5 separate regions of the Mus musculus genome follow, and regions 2, 3, 4 and 5 are each linked to region 1. The links are chromatin contacts, called in public Hi-C, HiChIP or PLAC-seq and promoter capture Hi-C maps. All regions are on one chromosome and are shown on one strand. The core of a region is the stretch at or near the end of the contact, and the rest is flanking DNA. Distances in the headings are between cores, read along the strand shown.

What was found. Promoter capture Hi-C pulls out the DNA fragments that hold promoters and counts their contacts. Hi-C and Micro-C count contacts between places; a contact is called where the count stands out from the background. HiChIP or PLAC-seq counts read pairs in DNA pulled down with a chosen protein or histone mark.
Region 2: a promoter capture Hi-C map of erythroid cells shows a contact between it and region 1, with 6 times the contacts expected there. The contact joins the promoter of Atp5k here to the promoter of Btbd8 in region 1. A contact is called at or near these places in 1 of 39 promoter capture datasets (erythroid cells), 3 of 484 Hi-C or Micro-C datasets (B cells, CD4 T cells and CD8 T cells) and 2 of 9 other capture datasets (adipose tissue and liver).
Region 3: a contact with region 1 is called in an H3K4me3 HiChIP or PLAC-seq map of embryonic stem cells, with 9 read pairs. The contact joins the promoter of Barhl2 here to the promoter of Btbd8 in region 1. A contact is called at or near these places in 4 of 39 promoter capture datasets (embryonic stem cells, liver and stem cell-derived epiblast-like cells) and 3 of 115 datasets of contacts at active chromatin or transcription factors (astrocytes, embryonic stem cells and large pre-B cells).
Region 4: a Hi-C map of muscle stem cells shows a contact between it and region 1, with 4 times the contacts expected there. The contact joins the promoter of Zfp644 here to the promoter of Btbd8 in region 1. A contact is called at or near these places in 5 of 39 promoter capture datasets (the 3T3-L1 cell line, the C10 cell line, liver and 2 more), 7 of 484 Hi-C or Micro-C datasets (CD4 T cells, CD8 T cells, the G1E-ER4 cell line and 4 more), 4 of 115 datasets of contacts at active chromatin or transcription factors (astrocytes, embryonic stem cells and memory CD8 T cells) and 2 of 9 other capture datasets (adipose tissue and liver).
Region 5: a Hi-C map of regulatory T cells shows a contact between it and region 1, with 7 times the contacts expected there. The contact joins the promoter of Tmed5 here to the promoter of Btbd8 in region 1. A contact is called at or near these places in 1 of 39 promoter capture datasets (pre-B cells) and 2 of 484 Hi-C or Micro-C datasets (both in regulatory T cells).

The regions. Positions count from the first base shown.
Region 1 is chr5:107,435,347-107,441,242 of GRCm38.p6, forward strand. Btbd8 (BTB (POZ) domain containing 8) reads left to right here and starts at 2,584. Exons shown (of 18, transcript NM_001378266.2): 1 at 2,584-2,799. The coding sequence starts at 2,651.
Region 2 is chr5:108,432,221-108,438,116 of GRCm38.p6, forward strand. It overlaps Atp5k (ATP synthase, H+ transporting, mitochondrial F1F0 complex, subunit E), which reads right to left and starts at 2,179. Exons shown (of 4, transcript NM_007507.3): 1 at 2,106-2,179; 2 at 1,806-1,860; 3 at 1,511-1,609; 4 at 1,026-1,117. The coding sequence starts at 2,141. The coding sequence ends at 1,092. It overlaps Gm34319 (a long non-coding RNA gene), which reads left to right and starts at 2,181. Exons shown (of 3, transcript XR_003955776.1): 1 at 2,181-2,303; 2 at 5,725-5,815.
Region 3 is chr5:106,455,020-106,460,915 of GRCm38.p6, forward strand. It overlaps Barhl2 (BarH like homeobox 2), which reads right to left and starts at 3,147. Exons shown (of 3, transcript NM_001005477.1): 1 at 2,207-3,147; 2 at 431-656. The coding sequence starts at 2,822. It overlaps Gm33151 (a long non-coding RNA gene), which reads left to right and starts at 3,573. Exons shown (of 2, transcript XR_389476.3): 1 at 3,573-3,869; 2 at 4,424-4,720.
Region 4 is chr5:106,694,460-106,700,355 of GRCm38.p6, forward strand. It overlaps Zfp644 (zinc finger protein 644), which reads right to left and starts at 2,371. Exons shown (of 10, transcript NM_001363318.1): 1 at 2,073-2,371; 2 at 1,184-1,240.
Region 5 is chr5:108,129,453-108,135,348 of GRCm38.p6, forward strand. Tmed5 (transmembrane p24 trafficking protein 5) reads right to left here and starts at 3,168. Exons shown (of 4, transcript NM_028876.3): 1 at 2,784-3,168; 2 at 566-663. The coding sequence starts at 2,972. It overlaps Ccdc18 (coiled-coil domain containing 18), which reads left to right and starts at 3,462. Exons shown (of 29, transcript NM_028481.1): 1 at 3,462-3,546.

The sequences.
Region 1 (5,896 bases), core at 1,334-3,833:
ACAGATGTATGTCAATAGAGAACTATACCACTTCTACCAGAGGCAATGGAAATGACTCCTTTTTGGCTTACAAGGAATCTAGTTCACAACTTCCTGAGAAATATTTAATCTAAGTGACAGAAATATTTCTACAATCCAGCTTGAGCTGAACTTAGACTCAATTTTGGACCAAGCCAGGGGCCTGACCTTATGGGGTGTTTTAGGGTACCCTTTGGACCTGACAATACATAATGGAAATTTACTTAGCTGTAAAGAAAAAAATGTAATGACGTAATTTGCATGTAAATGCATGGAATTGGGAAAATATATATGGAGGTAACTTGGGTGCAGAAATAAGAACACTTTATAAATGGATGGCATGGCATGGTTAAGGGGAAGGTTTTATTACAGAAATGTGGGAGAGAACAGCTAGAGGCATCTGGAAGAGTCTAGAGCAGGGGGAGGGGTAGGCTGAACATGATCAGCAGACTGAAACTGGGCTTGAGAGAAGCAGGAACAACAGAGATAGATAGATAGATGACTGAGATAGATAGATGATAGAGAGATTGATAGATAGGAAGGAGAGCAGAGGGAAGGAAGTAGGAAAGAAGAGGGTGGGGGAAAGCAGGGGTGGGGTGGGGGGAGAGCATAGCCAAAATAGCAGGGTAAGCCCATGAGCTGGAGACATTTACTGTTGTGGAGGAGGTAAGAAGGGCAGCATGTTGACACGAACTCTGAAATATGTAACAGGTACTTGTGATAATGAGGGAGCCTGGAGGCCAACATGAACTTTGGTATGCTAACACACACCACAAATGGCTTCACAAGTTCCCGAGGAATGCTGGACTTTTGTCTAACCACCAGAATTTGGAGAGATGGAATTTCATTTGGGCCTGACATATCGCACATTTGCATTAATAAAAGCAGATCCTAGCTTGGAGTCTTTAGAGCCACACGCTCGACTTAGAATAGTATAAAAGCCTTACAATTTAAGGACTATTGGGGTGGGGAAGCCCTCAAAAAAATGGCAGATAACTTAATAGTTGTGATATGAAACCAGATGGGGCAGTGGAGTTAGGCATGAAAACAGGAAGCTGTGAATCATGAGAGGGTTAACCTTCACTTTTTTTTTTTTTTTTTTTGGTTTTTCGAGACAGGGTTTCTGTGTAGCCCCGGCTGTCCTGGAACTCACTTTTTAGACCAGGCTGGCCTCGAACTCAGAAATCTGCCTGCCTCTGCCTCCCAAGTGCTGGGATCAAAGGCGTGTGCCACCACGCCTGGCCCTTCACATTTTCTTAATCCAAATCATTTATTCCTCAAAGCTAAGTAGGTGTAATGAGCACAGTAAAACAAAACAAAACAAAACAAAACAAAAAAACATGCATTTTAGATTTGTAAAAATAGCTTAGCCAGGAATTCCACTGAACTCAAGGCTGCACCTGATAACCAAAACCTAGTGGCACCACTTAGATAATTAGACACAGCCCTAGAATCCCGTTGACGCCAGTAGATAGAATGTAAACAGAGATTAAGAGTCTGCCCTGTGGCTGGAGAGTCTCTCCCAGGATCCTGACCCTTAATCAAAGACTGTTAGAGTCGTCTGATACAGGCTGACTCCATGACAGGCTTCAAATTGGCAGTCCAGGAGACTAGGCCTAAGAACTGGGCAAATCCAGGCAAGCCCAGGCAAGTCAGTTACTAGAAAAAAACCCTGGCTTTAGGCAGCTGGTCAGAAACTGCCCTGCCATCAGAAGCTGTCCTGCCACCTGGCCTGAAGCAAGGGCAAAGGGTCAACAACAGTTTCCATCCCCCACACCCTGGTAACGGAATATTCTTAGAGATGGAGCAAGATGAAGGTTATCTATCCCAGAATCCCCTAATGTGCTTAAATCAGGCCTGCGAGCTCACTTGATTGTCTCTGTCTTGGTAATGGGAGACCCCAGCATGCTGGACTTCTGTAGAATAAAACACTCTTTGTGTTTACATACTATTTGAGTCCTAGGTATCATTCCTTGGCGAATCATGGACCCTTATATAACCTTCAGCTAAGATACATCACCCAGTTAAGCAGCCTTAGGGAGATGGCCTTGGGACCATAGGAATTTAGGGCATGAACCTTATGTGATGACCCTCGGCATACTAAAATATAACTTGTGCTATACCAACTATGCCTATCTACCTCCTTGCTCAGGACATTAATACTCACTACTGGAAAACTCTTGTGATCCCATCCCCCACCTTACCCCCAACCCCCATCTTTCATAAAGAGGGCAGAGGATGCAGACACCCCAGAAAGAACACATACAAATTCTTCTCACATTGATTTCAAGTCACTTCTCCATAACACTCATTAAACGGTTGACTTAACACCAACCAGTAAGAAGAAAGAACAGATTACAGCTCTGGGGACCTTCCCTTCAGGTCAGTTAGGAGGGCGCAAACAGGCCAATGTAAACAGAGCGAGTGCGCCTGCGCAGCAGCGCCCGGTCACGTGGCTACGGGCTTTGAGTCCTAGGCGCGCGGTGCCTGGTCCGCAGCATTTAGGGACCGGCTGCAAACTAGGTGGGGGCGGGAATTTTCCTTCCGGGGCGGATTCGGCTGCGCGCTGTTGGGCTCGGGAACGCCCCCGTACCGGTCCAGCGCGGCCTGGCACCGGGGTTCTGCGGCCGACATGGCCCACTGTGGAGCGGGAGGTGCGGCCCCGGTGGCCCTTCTGAGTTCCCCGGGGCATGGCAGGAAGGGGCTGCCCAGGAAGGGGCCCGGGGAGCGGCGCCGGCTGAAGGCGGCGGTGTCGGAGCAGCTCAGCCGCGACGTGCTCAGGTAGGAGGCGGGAGCAGCGCTGCTCACTCCCTCCCCGCCTCGCTGCAGTCTCGCTGGGCGCCTCCCTCCCAAGGAGGCTCAGCCCGACCCAAGGAACCGGTGTCTAGGCACTCAGAAGGAGGACAAAAATTAGACCTACACGATGCGTTGCAACCAGTGTTTCTAAGGTTCACACACCGGCAGTGGCTGTTGCTGAGTTCGGGCTGCGTCCAGACCCTGAAACACATACCATGTCTTTAAAAAGTTGGAAGAAAAATTATTCAATTAGGAAAACGAGTGTTTTCTTGACATGAAGGACCGAACCGTGTGCCTTTAACGGGGCAGCTCAGGGTCACAGCTACCATTAATTCCTCTATGCTCTTAGCAGGGAAGGCATAATTCTGACAGGTGGGCAAGATGAACCCGGCCATCAACTAGTGGGGGAAACACATACTGCTGTACTGAAAATAATTCTGGCAATAGCTCTGCTGTGCAAACCTCCCATCCACCCAAGTGGTCAGACTTGCAGACTCCTGTCTCTATTTAAATTGTTCAAAGTGCAGACTGGGGCTGGAACTCGATTTAAAGATGACGGCATATATGAAAATGCATCTCCTAAGGTGTGTATATAAGTTAGTAAAAATTTACTCAAGGCCAGCTCTTCCTTAGGCATTAATTAGCCATACGCAGACCTGTGATAAGTGCGGGAGTGATTTCTTACTGGGAATGCGTATTCTTTCTATAATAGTGTGGGTGATGAGAACCAAACCCAGGCCCTCTGCAAGAGCAATGCTGCTAACCTCTGGATCATTTCTCTCTTATTGCACAATACTTTCGTTTGCTTATTTGGGTTTCGTTGTTTTGTTTTTTGGGTTGTTTTTTCTCAATGTAGCCCAGACTGTTCAGGAACTCACTCTCTAGACCAGGATCACAGATCAGCCTGCCTCTGCCTGTCATTAGAGGCATCTGCCACCACACCTGGCTTTATTCTACAAATCTTACTGTGAACAACTGTGGAAATTTGGGGATCTTCACGTTGAGCTCATATGTTTATCGGGAAAAAAAGCTGAGGTCCTCTTCTTCATAGTCTTCATAGTCTCATTAATAAAATGATTTTAAAAACAGAGTCAATAGGCAAGCTACATGTCTTATCAGCTGCCTGGAAGCATGGGGAAGAGAAAGCCGTGCCTTTTATATCAGGTCTAAGAAAGCTGGTAGGCTACCCAGTGGAGAACAGCTGCTGTGTGATGTGTGAGCTACTTCCAAAGAACAGTGAGAAAGTCCAGAGTGTATGGGCCAGTGTCTAAAAGAAAAGGATAGAAAGGAAAAGAAAACCTTATGCTTTGAGTTAGGACTCAGAAAAGCAGGCAGGTTTCTGTTGTTAGAGGAGCCCATTTGCCAGTGGTGACTACTCAGACACAGTTTCTAGCCAATTGAAAGTATTTGTTCCTATTGGCTGGGACCTAAGTGTACTCCCAAGCATTTAGGTGAGGGGCTTTTAAAGCCACTTCCCCTGTATTGTGCAGCTGCAGGGGGAATTTTGCACAAGCAAACACTGTAACAGAACTTGAGCAGTTAACTGGAGGGGAGGTCTGCACAGTAGGCAGTTTAACAAAAAAGCTAAATTGGCTGGAATCTGTTGACCTTGGATTCCTACAATAGAGTTGGTTAACTTTTTTGTGGGATTCTCTATCAAGGAAACCAAATGTTAGTTAAACCTGAAATGGCCTCAGCAAGAATATGAGATGGAGGAGCCTCTGCGCTGTCTTGCGCTGTCACAATGTCATCATGCTGCAAGTGGCTGCACTGAAGGATGGGCTTCTGGGGAGGAAAAGTATATTATCTCAATATTCCTTCTGGGGGTTGTGCATTCTTAAAGGTACCACTTGCTACCTGGATTATCATACAATTTCTCCACAGAAGTTACCTTGCTTAACTAGCACATGAAGCTAATGTCAGCTTAGTATACAATCCAGTTCAGATGAGATTAAAGTATTGAGATTTATGATAAAAAGCCAAGGTCATATAAGTAGATTTGAGCCTGTCCTGGTTAGTTTTATGTTAATCCGACACAAGCTAGAGTCATAGGAAAGAAACTCAATTGAGAAAATGCCTCTCCAAGATCCAGCTGTAAACATTTTCTTAATTATTGTTTGGGGAGGGTCCCGCCCATTGAGGGTGGTGCCACCCCGGGCTGGTGGTCCTGCACTCTATAAGAAAGGCTGAGCAAGGCAGCAAGCAGTTCCCTTCTGTGGCCTATGCATCAGCTCCTGCCTCCAGGTTCCTGTCCTGATTGAGTTCCTGTGCTCACTGCTTTTTAGTCCATAGAACTGAGTAAAATAAACCCCCTTTCTTCCCCAAGTTGCTTTGGTCGTGGTGTTTCACCACAGCAATATTAGTCCTAACTAAGGCAGATTGTTTTATCTTGAAGATATTTGTGGTTATGGCAGACAAAATGACAGAATGTGAAGGTAGATAGGTTAAGACTGTAGATTATAATAGGGCATTCTTGTGTACTTAAATATTTGGGATGGATTCTGAGGGTAGTTCAGAGAACTGTTGGTGTTTCTAAAAAAACAAACAAAACAAAACAAAACAAAAACCAACCAACCAAACAAGAAATAGAATTAACATTGAGATCTTGACTTTGGGAAAAGAGAAATTAGAAACAAACAAGCCAGGTAAGAGATTTTATGGTAGCTGAGGGCTACATGCTGGCAGTGGAAATGGAAAAGTTACAGGTTTGTTGAGTGAATATATGTGGGCGAGCCGAGACAGGGAAGAACAGGAAACAGCTCCAAATCCTAGGACAGTTGAAAAAGAAGTATATATGAGTATTCGGGAGGCTGTATCCTGACGACAACTAGACGTGCATCTGAAGAGATGAGCTGAAGAGAGCTCAGACAAGCAAGTACAGATGAAGGATTGGTGGCATCACCAGAGCCCAGGTTATCTATCCAGACCAGAGATTGTTCACCTTCACTCCTACATCCAGCCAACGCCAGTTACTACCCACACGTGTTTTCATTTCCTCCTCTCTGCCATCATGGACCCCACCTAGCTCAGGCTCCTGGCATCATCTGTTTGTACTGTAAGGTGGTTTGTCCTCCTCGCTTCA
Region 2 (5,896 bases), core at 929-3,428, 1.0 Mb after region 1:
TGACAGGCCAGCACTAACTGGATGGGGCCATTCCTGGGAAGAGAAGACATCCGGAAGTTTGCCTTTAGCACTATGGGGCATAGGGGTGGCAAATTTAACCCTCAGAGCCCCAAATAGTGGGATACCATGAGCAGCTCCTCAGCCTCTAAAACCAAATAAACAGCTCTGAAGTATGTATATGCTGGCTCTCATTACATTTGTAGATCTACTCACTTTAAAACAAAAACAGGCTACAGACCTAGAAAACTTATCCAAAGCCCAGAACAGAGAGGTAGCAGTAACACTTCTAGTTTGCTTTTGGTTGTTGTGATAACCGTAACCAAGAGCAACCTGGAGGGTTTGCTCTATTTGGTTTACAAAGTCTCCGTCAGTCGAGCAGAAGCAAGAGCCAGGAATCACGGAAGAACACTGCTTTCTTATAGGACCATCTGCCCACTGGGCTGGGCACTTCCACAAATTAACCATCAATTAAGAAAATGCTCCACAGACATGTCCACAAGCCAATCTGATAGACAAGTCCTCAACAGAGGCTCCCTCTTCCCGGGTGTCTAGTTTGTGTCAAGTTGACAAGAACTAACTAGCACCCCAGCTGGACACAAGGGCCTAGTCGTCCAGGCCTCCTTGAATAGTTCAGCTTTAGGTCACTTTCTAAGAACTAGAGAAGAATTATCAGTTGGGGGCACAAGACCCACGTTATTGTGAAGGCATCAACACCCATCCTCCTGTACTGGGCCCGAGCTGCTGACATAAGCAGAAGAGTGCAGATCAGAGCAGAGCAAGCTGCTTCCAGGAGGCTAGGCCACTCCAGGGATTACCCCGGCATCCCTGGAGCCCTAATTTGGCCTTACCACTGCACCTTCACATGCCCCAGCACTTCTCGCTTTGTCTGTGTGTCTGGTAATGATCATTAATTCCTTTGAAACTCCACCCACTGCACCCCACCCCCGACCCTCCCTACCCAAGGAAAAGCCAGGATGCAACCACAGAGCCGGTACCTAGAAGCAAACAGTAAAGAGAGAGGAAGCCACAGCATCACACAATGAAGCTTTATTCGTTCTCAACGACTAGAGAAAAGCAAGCTCGCTGACGCCTCACTTGAGAATGCTGTCATCTTGAGCTGAAAAGTGAGAAGAGACCATGTCAAACATTATACAGACTTGGGCCACCTTACGGGGACTTGGGCTTTAAACAATCAAGAATCTAATTCCAAGAGAACCCTAACTTCATTACTAAAACCATCCTTTGCATCCCCAACTGCCTTCTCCATCTGACTGGAATCCACAGGAAGTCAACACAGAGGGGTCAGAGAGCCTGCTCAGCAGTAACCTCTCGAAAGGCAATTTGCAGATGCTACCCAAGAGAAGGGGCAGTATGCCTCTCACACTCCACTGGGCTCCACGGAGGACAGCACTGGACAAAACAGTCATGGGATGAGAGGCAGCCCCTGGTCCACTAAGCAGCAGCTACTTCCAGAAAACTCGGGGGTGTTGGGAGAGGCTAAAAGCCATACCTTCCGCCAGTTCTCTCTCAATCCGTTTCAACTCATCTAGTCTCTTCTTTTCCTCCGCTGCTATTCTCCTCTCCTCCTCTGCCCGGGGTTTTAGGTAACCTGGGGGGGAGTGGAAGCAATTAACTTCTCTGAAAATGCTGCTTCGTGAAAAAGCCGACTCCAAAATCTCCAGATAGCTGTTCCCACCTGCCCCCCTCTAGGGCCTGGCATCATCTCCCTCCCAAGGAACTGCAGGCTCGAGCAGTGTCACACAGCCTTTCACCCGGAATCCCGTTCTCCCGGTCCCCAAACTCACTGTAGCGCTTGGCGCCGTATGCCATGCCGATGATCAGAGCGGAGTACCGGCCGAACTGCAGAAGAAAACATTATAGTAGAAGGCACACCGAGGGAACAAGGGGATCGCAGGGGTCGGACATCGAGGAGTACTGGGAGAGGGAGTACGGGGCGGGTGTGTGTGCAAGGGTTGCAGGGCCGGGATTGCTCGAGACCACAGCCAGCAGTCCCAAGGGTGGGCAATGCTAAGTCACGGGAGGGGAGGGGAAAGGGGGCATAGAGGAGCTTTGAGCACCGCGCAACAACGGGGATGAGGATTCACCTTGATGAGTGGAGAGACCTGAACCGGGGGCACCATTTTGTCCGTGACCTTCGCGCCGGAAGCTCAACTGAGGCGGAAGACAGAGAATGAAAGCCGCCTCCTGAAGCCAGAAAGGCGCATGCGCCGCAGTGAAAGCGCTGCCCCCTAGCGACTGGAGGATAGCCGAGCGTTCCCACGGGGCTGGTTACTACTCTCCAGGTAGGAAGTCTAGGCTGTTAGTGTAAGCTGGCTTCAAAAGGGTGGTGACACAGAGCCTCGTTACTTCAGCACCGGCGTGTAATGACTGACCAGCCCTGGAATCTGTCGCCCACCTGTTGTGGACTGGAGCACGCAAACAATCCCTTTATCTCTTGGAACAGACGAGCACACCTGGCCGACTCCAGCGGCCCATTGGGTGCGGTGGGTTTGGGCATGAGATTACAGAACTTGTATTGGCCCTTCCTGAGAGGTCAGCAACCTTCCAGGGCTTTCCTGCAATTTCCGGCATTGGACACATATGTCCTCCGACCAGTGTTTTCTCGCCCAGAGCTCCTAATTTCCATTGGGCTTTACAGGTAATGTTCATCCAAATGAGGCTAACCCCTGCATCTCCCTGCCCACACTCTCAGGACTACAGATCCTGAGTCCTATTGACCTCCTTTTCAGGCCTCATAGAGACTGACCATGGAGCACCCAGATTGCCAAACTTACCTTTCTGCAGTCCATGTCCCCAGAGTGGGTACCTCTCTAGCAGCCATGTCGGTCTAGACCAACCCTTTGTGATCCCTTTGGCAAACACTTATCTCCAAAAGTATTTACATTATGACCCATAACAGTAGCAAGATTACAGTTATAAAGTAGCAATGAAAATAATGTTATGTATGGGGAGGGTCACATAAGGAGCTGTATTAAAGGGTCACAGCATTAGGAAAGTTGAGCATCATTGGCCTGGGATGGGGCAAGATGGAGACAAGGTGATTATCAGCTGTGTCTATTGGCAAGCATCTTTGTGTACATCTGTCATAGTATAGATTGTAGCCACCCACTGAATGGCTGGCTTTACCCCAATGCCCCATAGTGACTTGAAATCTTCCTAAGGCTGTTGATTGAACCAGCCTCCTCAGTTTTGCATTGCACCAGGGCTTGGAAAGGTACACAGTCTGTAGGGATGGGGTATCTTTTCCTGACTCTTTATAGTCCATACTTATAAAGAGAACATAATTATGAATATAAAGTGGATAAAATGCAGCAATGAAAACTGCAGGACTCATAATAGGTACCCAGCTCTCCGGGGCCATCAGAAGAGGAACCATTGCCCTAGGCTCTGGAACTTTGCCTACATTTGATCTGGAGTCAAAGCCCTAGTTCTTCTCTGTTAGAATCCTAGAAATGTTCCTAAACTGAGACGAGAATTACCCAGGCCATGTGCCACAGGTGCTCCACATACTCTTACCTTGCCTTTGAGACGTTCCTCACTCCCATCCCTACCTGAGCCACAGTGAGATTCCTGCCCTCCTGCCAACTCACTGCTCCCCAAGGAAGCTGCAAAGGCATGCTAACCTACAAGGCACCAAGTAAACTTCCTCACCCCTCATGGTCATCTACACATTGAGCCCCCTCCCTTCCCTGATCTTGAGCAACTGGTTAGATAACTTATGTGATCAAACAGGTTTCCCTCATTAAATCTTAAAATAAACCTGACTCCTTAGCAGCTCAAGCTTCCAGAACTGCAAGTGTCTTTGGGGGTCCAAGGGGAGTGTGGATTGAGGGGTGGGTACCAAGGGGAGTGTGGATTGAGGGGTGGGTACCAAGGGGAGTATGGATTGAGGGGTGGGTACACAGAAGCTACATGGCGTAGAGGCAGAAGAGGCTTACAATACACACATTGGCACAAGCATACACACGGATGGCTTGACATCTGCTGTTGCTTGGGGTCATTTGTCAGGCAGTGGAAGTGGTTAAGGTTCCACATAGCTCAGGACACCAGTAGGAGGATTCTGCACCTGTTGGGGACAGCTGTGTGCAGAATCTAAATATTCCCAGTGTGCTGCTATCTTTAGTGCTGTGCCCAGGCTCAGCCAAGATCCTCCCTTGGGTCTTGCCCTCTCAAATTCAGAGCTTACCACCCCTGTAGCTGGGCTGAGCCCAACTGAGGCCCTTTACTCTCAACTATCATTCCCACACCTGGACAAACACCCACCTCTGGTAATGTGGAAGATGTCACAGTTTAGAAATGTACCAGGGTAGGAGTTACCCAGCTATCAGATGCACAATCCATTCCCACTTGTCCCATCTGTGGCTGCTGAGGTCCTACTTCCTGCTCCTCTTATTTATGCTCTAAACTATGGGACTGTGGGGGCTCTCATCTGCTCACTTCATTGTATTCTCTGAACATTTTCATCCCACACAGCCTGCAGGCTCACTCCCATATCTCCTGCCCTTATTCTCACCCCAGAAATCCCGTGTCTGGCATCAGTGACAGAATGCAAGTCATATTGCTTCCCTGAACTCTGCCTATCAGATGAGTAATGGGAAACCTGAGGGCCGTGTCAAGACTGACCCCCTTGCAGGCAGTCTAACCTTCTCTAAGGCTCTTCTGCCTCAGAAATGTTCTTGCCCATGACCCAGCTACAGAAGGGCCAGAAGTGGCATCAGAATGCCACTAGGTCTGCCAGTTAATAAGGAAGTAAAAAGTGCCATGAACACTTTATACACACAGAACAAATCATAAATTCTTTACCAGGCTATGGTGGCACAATCCTAGCACTAGAGAGGAAGAGGCAGGCAAATCTCTTGAGTTTGAGGCCAGCTTGGTCTACAAAGTGAGTTCCAGGTGAGCCAGGGGATACACAGAAAAGCCCTGTCTCAAAAACAAAACAAAACCTGACAAAGCATACATTCTTGGGCCAGGACCATTTATCTGCTGGTTTTGAAAAGATAGCACTCTATCCTCAGCACCTCTGGTTTCTACTGCCCTAGCAGAGCCCAGTTGCCTAGGATGAATGAGATGCCCAGCCTTGGCCAGTAATGTGGCACATGCCCTGGAGATGTAGCATCCTTGGCAGAGTAAAACTTTCTGGTGCCTGGGCTGAGAGAAGGGTTACCACTGGCCTACCTGAGCTCACTCTGCAGTTGTCCAGTCCCCTGGGATGGCAGTCTTCAGCCTGTTCTTGTAGGAAGGGGCAGCCAAAGTCTGTCTTATGGGACCAGGAATCTTAAGACTGGCAGGAACTGGATCCTGGGCAGGCAAGACTCAGGCATGGTGAGCAGGTAACAGTGGAGGTACTGGTCAGGGGCATCCAAGTGTGTGTATGTATGCACTTACACAAGGATGCCTTTGCGTGTTTGTTCATGGGAACATAAAGAATGGTTGTGGGTGTAGAGATACCTGGCCTACAGCTGCCATGGTGACATACTAGGAAGAATAAGGGAGGGCTAGGACCTTCAGAAACTGGATGCCAGGAATGAGCCCATCCTTGGAGTTCATTTACCCTGAAGCCCTCTAGGATTAAACATAGTGGACTGCTTGGACCCTCCAGTGCTACAGTTCCATCATCCTGTGAGTTAAGTCTCCCAAAACATGGGATGTCCCTGAGTGTTCCCCCCAACTGCCTCAAAGTATTCCTGTCTCTCAAGACAGCAGGAAGACCAATGGAGAACAGCATATTCAGAGGACACTTTCCAATCTCTTCTCTAATTCTGAGCAGACCCAGATCTAGGAGTTCTAGGAGGTGAGTCTGCCTTTGCTCTCTGGCAAGCCCCCCCCCCCAGCTGGTACCTGTCCCTTTGATGGAGCAGAGCCAGGTATGTGT
Region 3 (5,896 bases), core at 1,897-4,396, 980 kb before region 1:
CCAACTGCCTAACATTTAAGCCAAGGCTGGTGGGACAGCTCTGTGAAGATCTCAATAGCTAGGCCATGTTGCTTGACACAGATATTTGGAGCCAGCTTGTGGCAGTTCTAAGGGTACTCTGCGCACACAGATTCCTCCTGGGTGTCAGTTACACAGATATTTCAACCTGAGTGCGGCTTGACTTGAGGACAAAATGAGGGAAACTGTGGTGCCTCGAGTTTCTGGGGGGCAGGGAGAGAGAACCAAATGTTAAGACATTTAGAGCACAAAAGTGTTCAAACTCCCGGTGTCCTCAGTCACTCCCATTTGGATGTGTGCCTAACCTCTGCCCCAAGAATACCCACTACAGACCCTGTGACTCTCTGTCCCGCATCTCCAGGAGAGAAGATGGTACCGGCCTGGCCTGCAGGGACCCAGTGGCTCTCCTCACCTTCGGTTCTGGTACCAGGTCTTGACTTGGGTGTCAGTGAGGTTGAGTGCGGCCGCCAGGTCCATTCGGTCCTGGACACTTAGGTACTTCTGCCGCTCAAAGCTACGCTCCAGCTGGTTGAGCTGGTGGTCTGAGAAAGCTGTCCTGGCCTTTCGAGGTTTCTTGGCTCTCACGGGGGGACTCTCTCGGCTACTTGTAATCTCCCGGTCTCCTTCCTCCTTTGTTCCTAGGGTAGAAACAGTGACAGGGTTCTGTAAATCAGCCTGAACCGAGGAAGAGAGGAGTGTCCACCTGGCACACACCTCCACACCCCCACACCCTTTCCTGGGCCTTGGAGAGCAGAGAGGCCTGAGAGAGTTTAAGTGTCTGTGGTCTCCTGTTTCTAGTTCTCTTTGGTCTGAGAGGAGGTTATGTTATGCTCCTCTTTGTTGTTTTCAAAGGGATGTTCTTTGTAAGGCACTCTCCAAAGTCTTTCTACTCTGTTTTCAAGACAGGCAGACTTCAGGACGTTGCTCTAATATTTTTCCTGCTAGCTGGAACTTAGATGCCTTTGTTTCTTTTCAGATGCATTTGGAAAATGTTAAGACTCAAACCTTCTGCAGACCTCCTCTGTATCGGGTCCCTTCCAAGCTTCAGAGAGAATGTGTCACTGAACTGAGCTCAAAAAACACTTGAGCCCATCCAGGTGACAGCACAGAAATTTCCGGATTCTATTTGTCAAGTTTGGTTTTTTGCTGAAATGCTAGGAAATCGATATGTCAATCCCTCTCCGTTTGTACCGGTTTGTGCAGTACTCCTTGATCTTCCCTGCAGGAAGAACAATAATCTCTCTAATTGACCCACTGGGGAGGTTGGTGAACGAGAAATCGCCAGACCAGACTGTACATCTGTTTGGGGCACTATTATGCTAATGCTATAAACAGTAAAATGAAGAGCCCATGTCCTAGAAGGTAGGAACCTTCTAGATTGCAATCCTTACCAGAGAAAAATTAAGCATTAATAATAATAATAATAATAATAATAATACCACTAAAGATGGGGGAAATCTCCCTGGTGTTTTAAAATCTTTTGCAATGCAAAGACAAGAACAGTTACTTATGAAATTGAAATTGCCCAAGACGAAAATAGGGTATTAAAAGATAAATTTCCATTGTTGTCTTGATTTTACAAAAACAAATTCCATAAAATTTAGTTTTCACAAATATTTGTTATTGGAAAGGGCCAGAAGAGGGGTATCGGTGAGAAGGGTGTTCTTAAAAAACAGGCTATGATTTGTTTTCTGTATTAATCATCAATTAGTAAAAATGAATTGCTCCTGTAATAATGTTGGAAATTTTTCTAACATTAAATCAGACAATTCCTGTGACGGCATTTAGAAAACATGGAGGGGGCATTTGGAAAATACTGGGGTGGTATTGCATTCAAAAATAAACATCAAGTTGTGATCACAGACCTAGACAACCACAACTGGCTACCAGCTTCTCTCCACCCCTTCCCACTCCCATTCCCAAGGTCTCAGCTAAAAGAAGAAAAAAAAAAAATCCCAAGTAAGCCTCTGTTTTCAACGAAAAGTGTCTCCCATCCTATCTCTTCAGTTACCACCTTCCTCCAGCACATTTAAAATTAAGTAAAACAAAGAACGGAGCCGGATGGCCGCAAAGGTTGTGGGGCAGAAATGTAACCAACAGAACTTAAGGTGCGTCGCTAAATCGCACGCCTAGGCCCCTCTCCTTCGGCGGTCACTCAAGTGACCCGGGCAGCTCCGGCGCAACTCACCGTGGCATTTGATGTCGCTCTGGGGGTCTTCTCTCTTGTCCAGCTTGGTTTTGCCGTCCTCCTGCTCAAGCTTTGGCCTGAAGCTCTCGTGTGCCGCGTTGCTCTCCTGCTTCGGGGTGTGATGAGGAGAAGAAACGCTGGTGCTGTAGGGTGCACAAGCCGCCAGGGGTTTGCTGTCTCCCAAGATGTCCTTAATTAAAAAGGAAGAGGTGGAAGTCCTGGGGGCCGCGGCGGCCGAGCCCAGCTGCTGGGCTGCTGACTGCGGCTGCGGCGGCGGTTGCTGTTGGGGCGAAGGCTGCAAACTTTGCGCGGGGACCGCGGATGGTGGCGGCGGCTGTTGGCTGTGGTGGAGGTGATGGTGATGCTGGGGTCCGTCTGTCACAAGATGCGGCTCCGGGGGTTCCAGGGTGACCGAGATCGGTGAAGAGGGCGCCGTTCCCACGGTATCAATCTCCGAACAGGGTGACGGGGTGGCCTGGCTCCTAAAATCCGTTGTCCTCGCTTCACCGAGCGATCGGAAATCCCCGTTCATCATGCCGGGGCTCCCGGAACCGGCACCGGACAAAATAGTGTCTATTCCAAAACTCGACCCGCTGGCCCCTTCCATTGCTGTCATTTCTACATGAGGTCCACGCTACTCCGCGGATCAGCCGCCGCCGGGACCAAGCAAGGGAAACTACCGATCGTAAAACAAAATAGACACTAAAAAGCGTTGACACTGCTTTAAAAAAAAAAAAAAGTGGGGAGGGAATGAAGGATAATGGGAGGTGACAATTGGTGGGCACTTTCGACTCAACTTTTCCCCCTTATACAAAAAGTAAAGAGAAAAAAATTTGAGGGGAAAGCCCCCAAATGCCACAAGCGGGAAGGTGTGCTCCGCTCCGCTGGACCACCGCGCACGTGGGCGGTGGCAGCGGAGAGCAGCACCGAGACTAAGATGCTGGCCGCTGGAGCAACCCCGCCGCCGCCACCTGCACCGCCACCGCCGCCGCCTGGGTCTGCCCACTGCCCGATCCCGGGCGGCGGCGGCGGCGGCCGGAGCAGGTGCAGCGACCGCTAAGGCCGGGCGGTCCCGGAGGTGACCGCCGTGCGTGACCCGGCAGTCCCGGAGCCGAGTTTCTGAACTTTGTTGGAAAGTTGCGGAGCGAACGCGGCCGCCGCCGCCCCGGGAGGAGGAGAAGCAGCGAAGGAGCAAGCGCGGGCGCAGGAGACCGCGGACAGGCGGCGCCCGGCGACTCCCGCCGCTGCCCCGCGCGTTGGCTTGTCATCCGCGGGCTCGCGGGCGGCGCCGACCCCCTCCCGTGACGTCACGGCCCCCGCCGCCGCTCCCCGCCCGCGCCCCCGCCGCCCGGGCCCCGCGCCCCATTGGCCGCTGCGCGCCAGCCAGCGACGCCGGCGTGCCGGGAGCCAATGGGCGCGCTCCTGGCCAGCCCGTCAGCAGCGCGCCTCGAACCCCGCTGCTCTTTTGAGAACCGAACCTCGGTGCGCCCGCAGCCCTGAGCCCAACGCCTACTCCAGGGGTCCAAGTGGTACCCACTGTAACGAGTACCCGGCCAGGGAGATGGGGAGAGACCAGAAGGGCACTGGAGAAGGGAGCCCCCGGGCGGGAAGCGGGGAAGCAGTACGGATCGTTAGATGTGCCCGTGCTAAGTCAGATTGGAGGGTGAGTGGAGAGGCCGCGAAGGGCAAAAGGATCCTGCGGCTCCCGGTGGCCTGCAGCGCAGCCCCGCTCGCACGGTTCCCAAGCACGCTTGAGCAGAGCGGAAACACGAGGAGCAGGGGATAGAGGTGCTGAGGGACCCCACGGGGAAGTGTGTGACACCAGAGCCAGAGCTCCGCGTGGGCCTGCAACGTCTGAGCTCTACTCTCCCCACAGGAGCCGGTGCGCTCCAGCTCGGTCCAACCGGGTAGCAGATCCAGGAGAGGCACTGAGCTGGGGGGCTACATCTTTGACCCCCCTGTCGGGAAGGATCGGGCCTTTGGCTCCAAATCCCGCTTTGTCTCCAGTCAGAGCCTGTGCTGGAAGAAATGCCGGGCCAAGCACTTTCTCCCGAACCGGGAAAAACCCCGGGCGAGGCGTTCTCCAGCGGCGCGGGCAGCTGTGGTTCCCTGCGGCATCAGGCTGCTGTGGGGCCGCGGGAACTGGGTGGCTGGTCCGCAGCCTGAGCTCCCGCAGCTCCTCCCTCCAATGCTTCCATCCCCTCCCCACTGTGGCAGGCCTTGGTTTTGGAAAGGAAACAGTCACCGCCGATCCATTTGGGACCTGGAACGCGACTGTGACGCCGCCTTGTCGGAGGGTATCAACTTGCATTCTTTCTTCAGGACGTCTCCAACCTGTCTCTTGTTGAATGTCAGAGTAATGGGAAGCGCCAGTGACAAGCCGGCGTATTACTCCTGATTAAGTGCCGTGTCAACCTAATTAGCAGAGTAATTATAAGGTGCTAATGAATGATTCAAAGTTCTTTGAGTTACATTTTACTCCAAATTACCATTTTTAAGAACCTTATGAATCTGCGTGGTTGGCATCGTTTCCGTGACCGTATAGAATGATGTCAGTAAAGGACAGGGTTTAGTGGCGATTATGGACGTCGCCTTGCTTTTCTTTTCTTTTCTTTTCTTTTCTTTTCTTTTCTTTTCTTTTCTTTTCTTTTCTTTTCTTGTCTGGTTGAGGACCCTCTTGAGAGGTATCCCGGAGGCATATGACCTCCTGAGATCTTCCTTCCTCCGGGGTGAGTCCCAGATCTGGAAGATGGTGGTGATTCATCCTAAGGACATCTAGATCTTTGGTCCGGGTTGGGGTGGGGGTGTCTCCCGCGTTATTTCAAGAGTGTGTTGAGCTGTTTCCTACCGTCATGGTGTCACTTATCGTCCCCCTGTCTCTGAAAAGGTACTGAGGCTACCAAGACCATCTAGATAGCACTCTCCTTTCTTAGGCGAGCAGACATTTATTTATCACGGAACTACGGTTGGTGAGCCGAAGCCAAGACGTGCTGCAGGCAGACGCTGGTGGCCTGAGGGATCCAGGAAACCCTCTATAGCCACGTGGCTCGCCCCCGCGGGTGGCGACGGGCCTGTCTAGGCTGCCGCCTCAGAGTCTTTAGACAGTAGTAGTCTTTGGCGCCAGAACTGGGTGCTAGCCCTGCAGACCCTCCCAGGTTAGGCCTTGGTCTTCCCTTCAGAGCTTGCGACCACGGGCTGGGGTCTGATTTTACTGAGGCAACTGATCTCAGACTCCCAAGCCCCGGATAGACATTGTTGGCACCCTGAGCCCCTGGCACAGATGACCCCTGCGGAAAGGGCGGAAGGGTGCCTGGAGTGCGGCAAACGCTACTCTTCCTTCCTGGTCCGTTATCGATTAGAGTTTCCATCACCCCCAAAACAATCCAAATGAAGCGCTCCTCGAGCTGGGGGCCCCAATTCACAGCCAGCTTTCGAAAGCGAGGAAGGGGAAGAAACATTTAAAATCCAGTACTGACGGCCCTGCACAAATCAATTATTCTCGACCTTGATAAATAATTCATTTAAGCCTGTTTTTGTTTTGTTCCAACGCCCACAACGACTCAAGAGCTCAAAGGCTGACGGCACAGCTTGTGCGGGGCAGGTCGGCAGGGTGTTTTTCTTGGAATAATTCGCAACATTGGCAGGGAGGCGATGGGGATATGACCTAAGAAAAGATGGAATGTGAAGAGA
Region 4 (5,896 bases), core at 1,121-3,620, 740 kb before region 1:
ATGAGTAAGAACAGTAGCTCTTGGCCATCTTCCTTTCTAATACTGTATGATCCAGGGGACACATCTGATTGTTAGCATATCTCCTGCCTCCTAATACAAAACTTCTCTGTATTTGAAAGAAAGCTAAGAAACGAGGAAAACTAAAGTTTTAAGTAATGTTAAAAAGTTTAAAGATCTAGCTGGGCGGTGGTGGTGCACGCCTTTGATCCCAGCACTCCAGCACTTGGGAGGCAGAGGCAGGCAGATTTCTGAGTTCGAGGCCAGCCTGGACTACAAAGTGAGTTCCAGGACAGCCAGGGCTATACAGAGAAACCCTGTCTCAGAAAAAAAAAAAAGAAAAAAAAAAAAATTCAAAGATCTAAAGGTGTAATATTCCTTCATGTGATTATATTAATGGCACATACAAGGCACCAGCTCTTTTGGAATTCACACTTCAGTATTACTTGAAATACAATGCATGATGCAAACACAATATAAAGTACTTAAAACTTTTTACAGCCATATTTTCAACAGCAACATACAAACTGCATTAGTACCAGTCAAGCACTCAGGTTTCACCAGTTTAAAGGTCTACACTGAATTATAACTTCAATATAGAATCTCCATTTCTTTCTTACCAAACCTACTGGAAATAAGGTACAGCTGTATAGCTGACACCTAGTTCCCTAGATACTTACACATGGCCCTGAAGCAGGTTTTCTTGATCTGGGGAACTTTAGTTGTTTAGGTTCTGAAACACTTTCCTTCGTGGGGCCAAAATTAACTAAACTACAACACGATTAAGGCAAATCCAACACATCTCCCAGATGCAGTAAACTTGGCATCAGTCAGGACTGGCCACAACACGTGATGGTGTTTGGATACTTCTGTGGAAATTAACTTGTGCACACAACAGGACCAACATCATTTCAGGGCCACAAGCCGTGGGCATCCCCTCGTTGAGTTTTATCACATAAAATTTGAAAGCTAATACGAAAGTTTTATAACAACTACATTTAAGTCAGTATTATTTTAACAGTTGAAGAGAACTTTTCCACTAATGTCGCTAAACCATGGATGGATCCCAACACGAGAGTCGTCTGTGGAAGTCTCGCAACAAGAAACCACCTAAGTTTCCAATCACGGGGAAGGGTCTGGGACAACTCATCTTCATGTTCTCGGGAGGAGTGGACGGAGCACACACCTGCTTTCCTCTGGCAGAGATTAAGCTCCCAGGGACACAAAGGCCAGGGAATCAGACCTGGAGAGGCAAAAAGCTTTAGCTAGATACCCACCAAGCCCCGTGGCCACCCAAACACTTCGAGTGTTTTTTTTTCTTTTTTTTTCTTTTTTTTTTACCTCTTGGAGTTACTTCTCAGGCACTTAGCGGCACAAGATGTTGCAGACCAGTGGGAAGAAGGGGAAGGCTATGCGCTCTGGTCCCAAAGTCAGGGGAGGGGTGTGGACAGTTACCTCCAGGGCCGGGGCTACAGGCCCGGACAGAGTAGCCTAGCCGCGCACGGGGCGCCGCCTGACTGCTCTCGGACCGCCCCCGTTACTCGGGGAGTTACAATGGCGACCGCAGGGCTCCCCGGACCTCCGGGTCTCGGCCCCCTTCCCCCTACCGCTCACTGGCTGCTCCGCTACATGTGACTAAACAAAACCCCCCGAGTCCAGAGCCCGGCTCGGCCCCTTTGTGTCCGCCACCGGATCCGCCGCCGCCGCAGCGGAAAGGCACCCCCCGCCCCGCGCGCCCGCCTCCGAGTCCCGCCCCGCGGCGGCCGCCGCCGCTCACCTAAGGTTCCGCGGCCCCCCGCGACCGCCGCCTCCCGGACCCCGCGGCCCGGGCTCCTTGTGCAGCAGCAACTCCGCCTCCTCGGCAGCAGCCGCCATCTTAGCCTGTGCGGCAAAACGCGTCCTTTCCGAGGGTTGGGAGCCAGCCTAGGGCGTAGCTCCCCGGGCCCGAGCGCCGCGGGCCGGGTCCCCCCACAACTTCTTCCGCCACCCTCAGTCCCGCCACCGCCTCAGCCCGGACGTCCGAAACGCGGCCGGGGCCGGGGCTAATCCGACCGAATAAGACCCCCGAAACTCACAGTTTGGTGCCGTGTGCGTCAAACCGGGGCGACGTTGGGAGCGCGCGGCGTCCCCGCGTCACACGCCGCTCTGTACGCTACTCGGCTCCAACGGCCCCCTCCGCTCCCCGCTTCTCGCCTCCGGCCTCGGTTCCCACGGCGCAGGCGCGCGGCTTTCCCGCCTCTGCCTGGCCGCCGGCCGCCGGGGGAAGCCAGCGAGGCGCGCCCGTGCTCTCGGGCCGCCGGAGCTCCCGTGCCAATCAGACCCACGGGGGGCGGCAGCAACGCTGCACCGCTGCTCTCCCGTGCCAAAACCAAACAAGGTCACCTCCCCCAGCGGTGACCTAACCACTCCGGAGGAGGTTCCCGCCCCAAAGTAGGCACGCTCCAAATATGGTGGCGACCAAACTCTGCAAGACCCAAGTACCAGGAATGCCTAGGCCCTTTAAGGTGGAATAGGCCCATCTCTGGTGTCTGCAATCGCTAGTTTGCCAAAAACCTGTTCCCTTTTCCAGCTGTTGAAAGAACCAGCAACATATATCAGGCCTACCTTGGAGAACTGGCACAGACAGGTTTTATGATGTTAAACAGGCCAGGTGGCAAAAGCATCAGGTATAGAAATTCAGTTACCCAGACAAGACACCCAAAAAGAAGGCCCGGATTTGGGTTCCTTGGACTCTGCAAGGGCAGATTCTGCACTAAGGAACATGCCTTGATTGTCCAAATTGGAGTCATGCAAAGAGACGTCAGAAATGCTGGTTAACTCTTCAGGTAATCAATAGATTCCCCAGAGGGTCTTCTAAATCTCCCTTTTAACAAGCATTCAGCCATGGGCTTCTGAGGGAAGCAGCGCACTAATTAGAGGTATTCGCTTTGCTTTTGAACCGAGTCAACAAGTTCCTAACCTGTTGAAGGTGAGCTAAACGTTCTAGAATACTCTGATGGGCCTGCCTTACTAAATTCTTTGGTTTCGCTGAACTTTTTCTCATGAAAAACTTTAAAACGTTTTTTAGTAGTTAAGCAGTAATCATGAACTATGCACCTCCAAGCCTTCGAGATATTATTAACATTCACAGGAATACACCATAATTACATTTATTTGTCAAGAATGGGAGTATCTTTCCTGAAAAACGGTGCCTTCAGAAGCAGCAAATGTATCCCAAAGAACGAACATTTCACTATCCACTCTAATTATTTCGCTTGCTAGTAACTGCTGACAACTAGAGTTCATGCTGTGTGTGTGTCAGGCATTCTTGTCACCTGTTCAAGTTCATTACAACCTAAAGTGGCAAAGAGAGATTAGACTGTTGAGCTGTTTCAAAATGAAAGCTTTCCTTCATATATACGAATAGATAGATACACAACAAATAAATCTGTGTCCATTTTCAGCCAACTGCTTGGAGGAGATGCACTTTAGAGACTTATTCTCATCTCATGAGTTTGGGTTTTGCTTGAATGTATGGCTGTGCACCGCATGCTTCATGCCTGGTACCACAGAGTCCAAATGAGCCTCAGGAAGGACCTGAAACTGGAGCTGCAAATGACAGGCCATCATGTGGAAATATCACAAGGGACCTGATCCTGAGTCCCCAGCAAGCACATAAGGTACTCTTGGCCAGTGAGCCATGTCTCCTGACCCACCAGGTCTGTTAACCTGCAGAACTCAAAGGCCTATCACCTGGAACCAAGCCTTGCATACTTCAGGGCACATTTCAGATATATAAAATATATCGATGTATGGGATCTCCAGATACTTTGTGTGTGTGTGTGTGTGTATTCAGATTATATAAAGTGTTGAATAAATGAGTTTCCATAGTTCTAAGAAAAGAGTCTACTTTCATCTTAGTAGGGAGTGGGGAGGTTAAAAACATAAAGCTTTTAAAATTATAAACAAAAGCTCTCATGAGAGTCAGGCACGGTGGTGAGTACCTTTATTCCCAGCACTATGGAGGTGGGGGAATTGCTAATTTGAGGCTAGCCTCGTCTATAAAGAGACTTCCAGAATAGCTAGGGCTACACAAAGAAATCCTGTTGAGAAAAATAAATAAATAAACGAATAAATAACCTCATAAAACAGAAAATAGACTCAGTATGCAAATACTTTCCTATAAAATATATCTAAAGTTTAATTGAACTGGGGAGATGGCCCAGGGGGCAAAGCGCACTGTTCAGTGTGAAGACTAGATGGAGTTCAGATTCCAGAACTCTTGTAAGAGCTGGATGGACATGACATCAGGTCTGTAACTGTAGCCTGTGAGGCTCAGAGACAGGGATCCTTACAGCAAGCTGGCTAGCCAGACTCACTAAATGCTCTTGGTTCAGCAAGAGACACTGCTGAATACATGAGATAGAAAGCAATCAAGGGGGCTGGAGAGATGGCTCGGCGGTTAAGAGCACTGACTGCTCTTCCAGAGGTCCTGAGTTCAAATCCCAGCAAACACACGGTGATTCACAACCGTCTGTAATGGGATCTGATGCCCTCTTCTGGTGTGTCTGAAGACAGCTACAGTGTAGTTATATATAATAAATAAATCTTTAAAAAAAGAAAAAAGAAAGCAATCAAGATGTCATATCAACCTCGGAACTCCACAGGCATGAGCAATCCAGCACGTAGACGTCGTACCACCCTCGGGACTCTAGGCATCCATGTATGCAGGTGCACCCCTCCACATATGTGTAATCACTCACTCAAAAACAAAGGAGCATGTTTACTGTCATTCTCTTTAGCATCTCAAACTCGGATGCTGAGAGAAAGGAACACTGAGCCAGGGAACCTTACACGTAGAACGTTGAAGCAGTGCACACAGAAGGACCTGTTAGTTTTGTTAATTTCAAAATACCACAAGGAAACAATTTAAGAGAGGAGAGGACTGTTCTTAGCTCGCAGTGTTAGTCCATGGTTAACTGGCTCCACTGCCAGATTAGAGAATGGCAGAAACATGGTGCAAAGTCACCAGTCACTGCCAGAAAAACTAGCCATCACGTCAGAACCAGAAGGTAGAAAGAATGGAAAGATGGGGTCAGAGTCGAGGTCCACTCTTCCAAGGAACACCTCAGTGACCTAATTCACCCAAATAGACCCCATCACTATCAATAATGCCTTCAAATTGTGAATTCACCAATGGCTTGATCTACTACCGATGTTAATCCTCATGATCCAATCACGTCCCAAAGGCCTATCGGCTGGGGACCAAGCCTCTCCTGCATGAGCCATCGGGAGAATTCAGATTTAAACCATAACAAAGCACAAGAAAACAAATGAAAGGACGGAAAGAAAAAAAAAAAAAGATGAAGCAAGACAGTAATACCGCAGTAGCAAAGGAAGTACTGGTAACAGCTTCGTGTTATGACAACTGGCCCCAAATTTCAGTGGTATAACAACAGTAAGCTTGTTCGTACACTACTCCTCTGCAGTAAGTTGGAGAGGGAGAGGAGGCCACGGAGCATAATCAGGGCATAATAATCAACATTATTATGCCCTGTTATTCAGTGCATAATATATACATCAGACATGGACAGAAAACACTTCTCAGTTTCAGTAGTCAGCCATCCAGGCACGTGACCCTACTCACTGAAAGACAGACTCCAGAATGTAGTTTATTCTATTCCACTGAGGTAAGTGGGGAAAAAGTCGAGTTCCTAAGTAAATGTAGCAAAAGGCTCGTGAGAGATAGGGATGTCCAAAGCTGGGCAGTGGTGGCGCATGCCTTTAATCCCAGCCAGCACTTGGGAGGCAGAGGCAGGTGGATTTCTGAGTTTGAGGCCAGTCTGGTCTGCAGAGTGAGTTCCAGGACAGCCAGGGCTACACAGAGAAACCCTGTCTCAGGGGGAAAAAAAAAAAAAAA
Region 5 (5,896 bases), core at 1,918-4,417, 690 kb after region 1:
ACAGCTGCACATCATGGTGAACACCTTTAATTCTAGCATCCATGAGGCAGAGGTAAGCAGGTCTTTGAGTTCCAGTCCAATCAGTTACGTGATTGAGATCCTGTCTCAAAAACAAAGAAAACCAAATATTTTTTTTCTTAGCCAAGAAGGCAGATATAAAATGCCACAACAGATTAACAAAAGCACAGGAAGAAATTAGCTGGGTGTGGTGTTCTCCATAGTAAACACCTATGATCACACCCACTGGAGGAGGCAAAAGCAGGAGGATTCCTTGATCCCAAGAAATAGAGTAACAGACTGTAGTGACAGACAGACAAAGTGGAAATGAGTACATCTTAATTTGGAAAAACGGCCCACTATCAAAGCCCGTGCAAAATCATACAGCTATGGACGTGCTGACGTCCTGGTCCTCTCTTCCTTTCACTAGAGTCAGCTAAACAGACTCAATGGAGATACCTGGGCATGGTGGCATGCACCTGTCATACTAGCACTTAGGAGTCCAAGGTTAAAGAACTGCTGCATTCCAAGCCTGCCTGTCCCACCCCCAGTGTCTCAATCAACTTACGTATGAACACCATCTGATTTTCTTTGTTCAAAAACTAAGGTTCTGCCCTCTGGAGAGGTAAGGTGGAAATCAATATCTAATTCTCCTCCATCTAAAACCTAGAGAAGAGAAAAATACATATTACAAACTTTGAAAATACAAAGTTCTATCAAATAAACCATGTGATGTCAAGATTTTAAAAAGATTTTATCTATTAATGTATTTATTGGAAACAGGGTCTCTTTATGTGGCCCCGGCTGTCTTGGAACTCACTATGAAAACCAGGCTTGGCCAGCCTTTGCTTCCTTCGGAGTGCTGGGATTAAAGGCATGCATCCCCATTTAAAAGATGTGCACGTGGAGGCCAGAGGTTGACATCCTGTATTGTGCTCCAACTTACTTTTGAGACAGGGTCTTATTACATAGCCCAGGCTAGCCTTACCTTGTCATCTTCCTCTCTTAGCCTCCTGAGTATTTAGAATTATCAGCATACAGTACCATGCTTGCTTGCAAGGAAAGTTCTGATGAATAAAATTTCTTTTCTTACCTAGATTCTTTCACTAAACCCATAGCTGGTTTCCCTGTGCCTAGTTTTACTTCCTTTAAATCTGCCTTTCACAGTCTACCTACCTATCTGCTTAATCTTACATGGCCTTGCAAAAAATAAGGGAAAAGGTATTCATCACAAAACACATTTATGGTCCCTTCTGCGTTGCCTCGATGTGTGGTCTATTTTCTTCCTTTGCTACTCCTACCCTAAGACCTGACAGTCTTCAAAGCTAATAAAACCCCAGTACTTATAGTATGCCTCGGAACACTTAAACTATACATCCTACAATCACAATGTCTAGTCAATTCTTCCCTTTTCTAAAACTGGCCTCATTCCTTGCATTCTTAACTCATTTTCAGATTTATTTTTATTTTCTCCAACAATCCTATTCTCTGAAAACCAAAAATCATGCTTTATTCAAATTGCCTGTAGGATGTGATGGTTCATGCTGTAATACCAGTCCTGGGTGGGGGGGGAGGACACGACTTAGAGAAGGACTCCTGTGAGATCGGAGGCTAGCCTGGGCTAAATACTGAATTCAATGCCATTGGATACATAGTTGAAACCTTGTCACAAAAACCAGAGCAACCAACCATCCATCCAACCACAGCCTACCAAACCCATCAAGCCCAAACAAAGCCTGCCTATGAACCCCCAAACTCCTGAGAACCAGGTTTTTCTCAGTTTGTTCCTCCTCCTGGAACAATTCCTTGCATACATTAATTGTTCAGTAAATGCTAAACTTTTGTTCACAAGTGGAAATCAAGAAATATTAAGCTGTAACCTTAGTTGTGCTGAGATTTTTGTATATTATGACTTTAGATACTTCCTGTAATTACTGTAAACATCTATAAATAATCCCAAAGGCTCCACATATAAAAGTTTTACATAAGAATTAAAAAAAGATTTAATAATAAGCGTATTCTGCTGATACTAAAAAGAAAACAATGACACGGGAAGAAAGCTGACAAAGTTCAATGGAAGAAAGGTCATACACTATTATCTTATTTGATTTCAAAGTGATGGATGTACACCCGGGATGACAATGTACCACTAAATACAGCAACAGTCCATTTCAACACATTTCAAAATCTGACTTAGAGATCTTCGCATGGACACAATTCAATACTCCCAAGACTGGGTTTCACTATGCAGCCTTGACTGTTCAGAGATCCACTTGCCTCTGCCACGGGAATGCTGGGGTTAGAGGCGTGTGCCACCACTGCCCAGCCACAATTCAAAACATCGTGCCGATTTTATAATATCGGGATTTGGTGAAAGTGGTGAGAGTGAGTCAAACAAGTGTTATCACTTCGTCCAATAATAAAGAAGAACGTGTATCAACCCCTTACAGCGAACTTCTCAGAACTGTAGGGTATGTAAACTAGCTTGAAATGGCTTGGGGGAATTAAGAAACAAAGAGTAACGCCATTGACGTCACCAGTGCTGGCCTCTTTCCGACCAGAGGAAAGGGAAGAGAGAGGGTAGGTGTCAATTTTAGGACTGGCCAAACTTGTGAGTTCCAGGCTCCCAGGAGCCCCGCTTAAGTACGCCTGCGCCAAGCAGGCCAGTTTCCCAGGAGACCCTCCTCGGATTCACCTCGGTCGCTGTCCCACCTTTTCCAAGTAGGTGAGAGGCGACCATGTGGTGCGGCCCGGCCCAAGGAAGGCTAGCCCACTTCCGCACTTACTTGGTATTCGATCTCCAACGATGCCTTCAGGGGCATGGGCTGGTAGAAACACTCCTTCCGGCCGGCCGGCAGCGTGAAGGTAAAATCACTGTCCAAAGAGGGTGTGAAGCCGGCCGCCCCGCGCAGCAACGCTGCGGGCAGAGCGGACAGGAGCAGCACGGGGAATGGCAGCCACATCCTGCCGCCCATCCCTGTCGATCTCTGCCTGGACGCGTGTAGGGAGGTGCGGGATACTGGTGTCTCCGATTTGAAATCCCGATCTGAGGGAACTTCAGGCAGCGGCGAGCCTCACTCTCTTGGAAGGTGGAAGCACTGCCTTCCACTGGGCCGGGCGAGGGCGGGGCCAGCGTCCCCTTTCGGCTGCCTTCTGGGTTTCGCATCCTTCCTTCACACCAGACTTGTCGGTTTCGGCTTCCCTCACACACGCCAATCAACGTTGGCGGGGGTAACGACGGGAAATGTAGTCCGAGGTGACCACGGCACGCCGCTCATCCGCGCTTCCAGACTCATTTCCCGGCATGCCCTGCGCCCCGCTCCCGTTCGCAGAGCCCCGCGTGGTGGGCGGGGTCGGGGCCCGGGAGGCGGGTCCCAACGGCTGCCGCGGCGGTTCGAACTCGGCGCCTCGGAGGTTCGCTGGTTCTCCTCATCGAGAGTCAGAGGCTTCCATGTCGTGGGCTGCGAGAGTGTCCCAGGCTTCCGAGCGCAGAGGAGGCTCGCGGTGCGCCGTGGTCTGGGGACGCTAACCCCGCCTGCGATCTGGGTGGTGAGCAAACGCCTCCTGGCTGGAAAAGGGCTTTCCCGAGGGGTTTGTTTTCTCTTGGGACAGTCGACCTGCGCCTGGCCTGCTTGTGAGGCGTTTTCTTTTATTTGAGGCAGAATCGGAAAGGAGGCTGCCAGACTTTGCTCTACTCCCTACAGGCAGATGGAGGACCTCTTTCTTGAAATAAAATACTGTATAAAACCATGTACTCTTTCTCAAGCGGAAAGTCCTGTCACAGGATTTTATAGAGTGTAAAGTGCTTGTCCTTCGCTCGATGAGTGTGCGTGTGTGAGAACTCATTTTTCACTAGACTTGAAGATACGGTTGTCAGGGCCGCCCTATAGGTAAGATGATAAGCCTTTCTACGTACACATACTACAGGTAAACGTAGGAAAATGAGGATGTTTAAATACCAGACGTATCCAATTCTGAACGGCTAGAAAATTCTTACGTGAAAATGCACAAGTTGCTGAACGTAAAAGCCTGACTTAAATGGTGTCCTACAGTACTGATCAGCATTTTCTAGTCTCAAGTTTCTTCTTTTCTCTCCTCCATTATTCTGTACGAAGCTAGAGATGTTGCATAGATGTGAAGTAGCATGGATTCCTGAGCCACTGACTGGGGAAGTCTTCCAGCTTATGCAGAAGCAAATTTGTTAAAAAGAAAACCAGAAACAGGGTAGAAAAGGGTAGAAACATTTACATCTACAAAATATCTCGTTTAATTTTAGGCCTCAACTTTTTCCAATAAGGTGCGAGGTGTTTTTTTGTTTTTGTTTTTTTTTCCAATCCACCCTACTCCTGAGAAATTTTGCGTGGGAAATTAATGTACCAGGACCGTTTTTACCTGAGTGAGGGAGGGAGAAGGCAGTTTATTCATTTATCCGTTCAAAATAATTGAGTTTTCCTAAGTGCATTACACTCTTGAACATAATAGGTGGGAATTAATAATATCTGTAACCCAAATTTTAAGAAAGGCAATGAAAGAGGTGCTACAGTGAAAAAAAAATTAAATGGAATATGAGAGAGAAGTGAAATTGTAAGATTATGCAGAAAGTTCTATAGTAGGAGTGGAAATTCTAAAACTTTTTAGTTTTTATTTTAGTAATTACAATAATAAAGCATCCTTTACTGTGATTTCAAGAATATTAATTTTACTCTGTGTCTGTGGGTGTTTGGGATCCTCTGAAACTCGAGTTACAGACCATTGTAAGCTACCATGTGGGGGCTGAGAATATCAGTGGCAACCCTTTGAAAGAGCAATGCCTTTAAACCCAGAGCCATCTCTCCAGCCCATCATGATCTTTCTTTTTTTTTTCTTTTTTTTTTTTTTAAGATTTATTTATTATTTATTATATGTAAGTACACTGTAGCTGTCTTCTGACATTCCAGAAGAGGGAGTCAGATCTCGTTACGGATGGTTGTGAGCCACCATGTGGTTGCTGTGATTTGAACTCTGGACCTTTGGAAGAGCAGTCAGGTGCTCTTACCTGCTGAGCCATCTCACCAGCCCCATGATCTTTCTTTTATGGCCAAGAAACTTAGTTTCATGCTCACAGGTTGGTGCAGCAAACAGTTCACTGCATGTAGTTCTATGAGTTGAACTGCTAACTGTCATTTTTGTTTTGTTTTGTATTTTTTTGAGACCATGTCATACTATACAGGCCAGGTTGGCTTTGCGCTCACAGAGACCCACTTGCCTCTACTTCCCAAGTGCTAGGATTAAAGGAATGGTAACCATATCCACTCTCTACATGTCATTTTGATCTGTGATTATGACTCGCGAGTGTTGTTAAATTTTACAACCACTGTGAATGGGAGGAGATAACTTACCTGGTAATAATAGCTTTTAAGAATTTATGGAAGATTTTTGTTTTGTTTTGTTTTGTTTTGTTCTTTTTTGAGACAGGGTTTCTCTGTATACCCCTGGCTGTCCTGGAACTCACTCTGTAGACCAGGCTGGCCTCGAACTCAGAAATCCACTTGCCTCTGCCTCCTGAGTGCTGGGATTAAAGGCATGGGCCACCACGCCCGACAGAAGATTGTTGTAACATCAGATATCCAGGGCTTCTAAAGTTAAGTTTTAACATCTCATATTGAAGTTAATTAGAAAACTATACCTTGATTCAAATCTCAGATTGATCCTCTAAAATTGTGTGACTTTGAGCAAATTCATCTTCTACGAAAAAATTGCATCCATTCATTTGTGTGTGTCTGTGTGTGATGAGTGTCATGACTGTGGAAGGCAATGGACAACCTGTGGGAGCCTCTCCTCTACCCTGATCTGTTGGTCCTGAGGAGCACCCTCGGTTCTCAGTCTTGGTGCCAAGCACAGGTTTTTCAATTTTATTGCT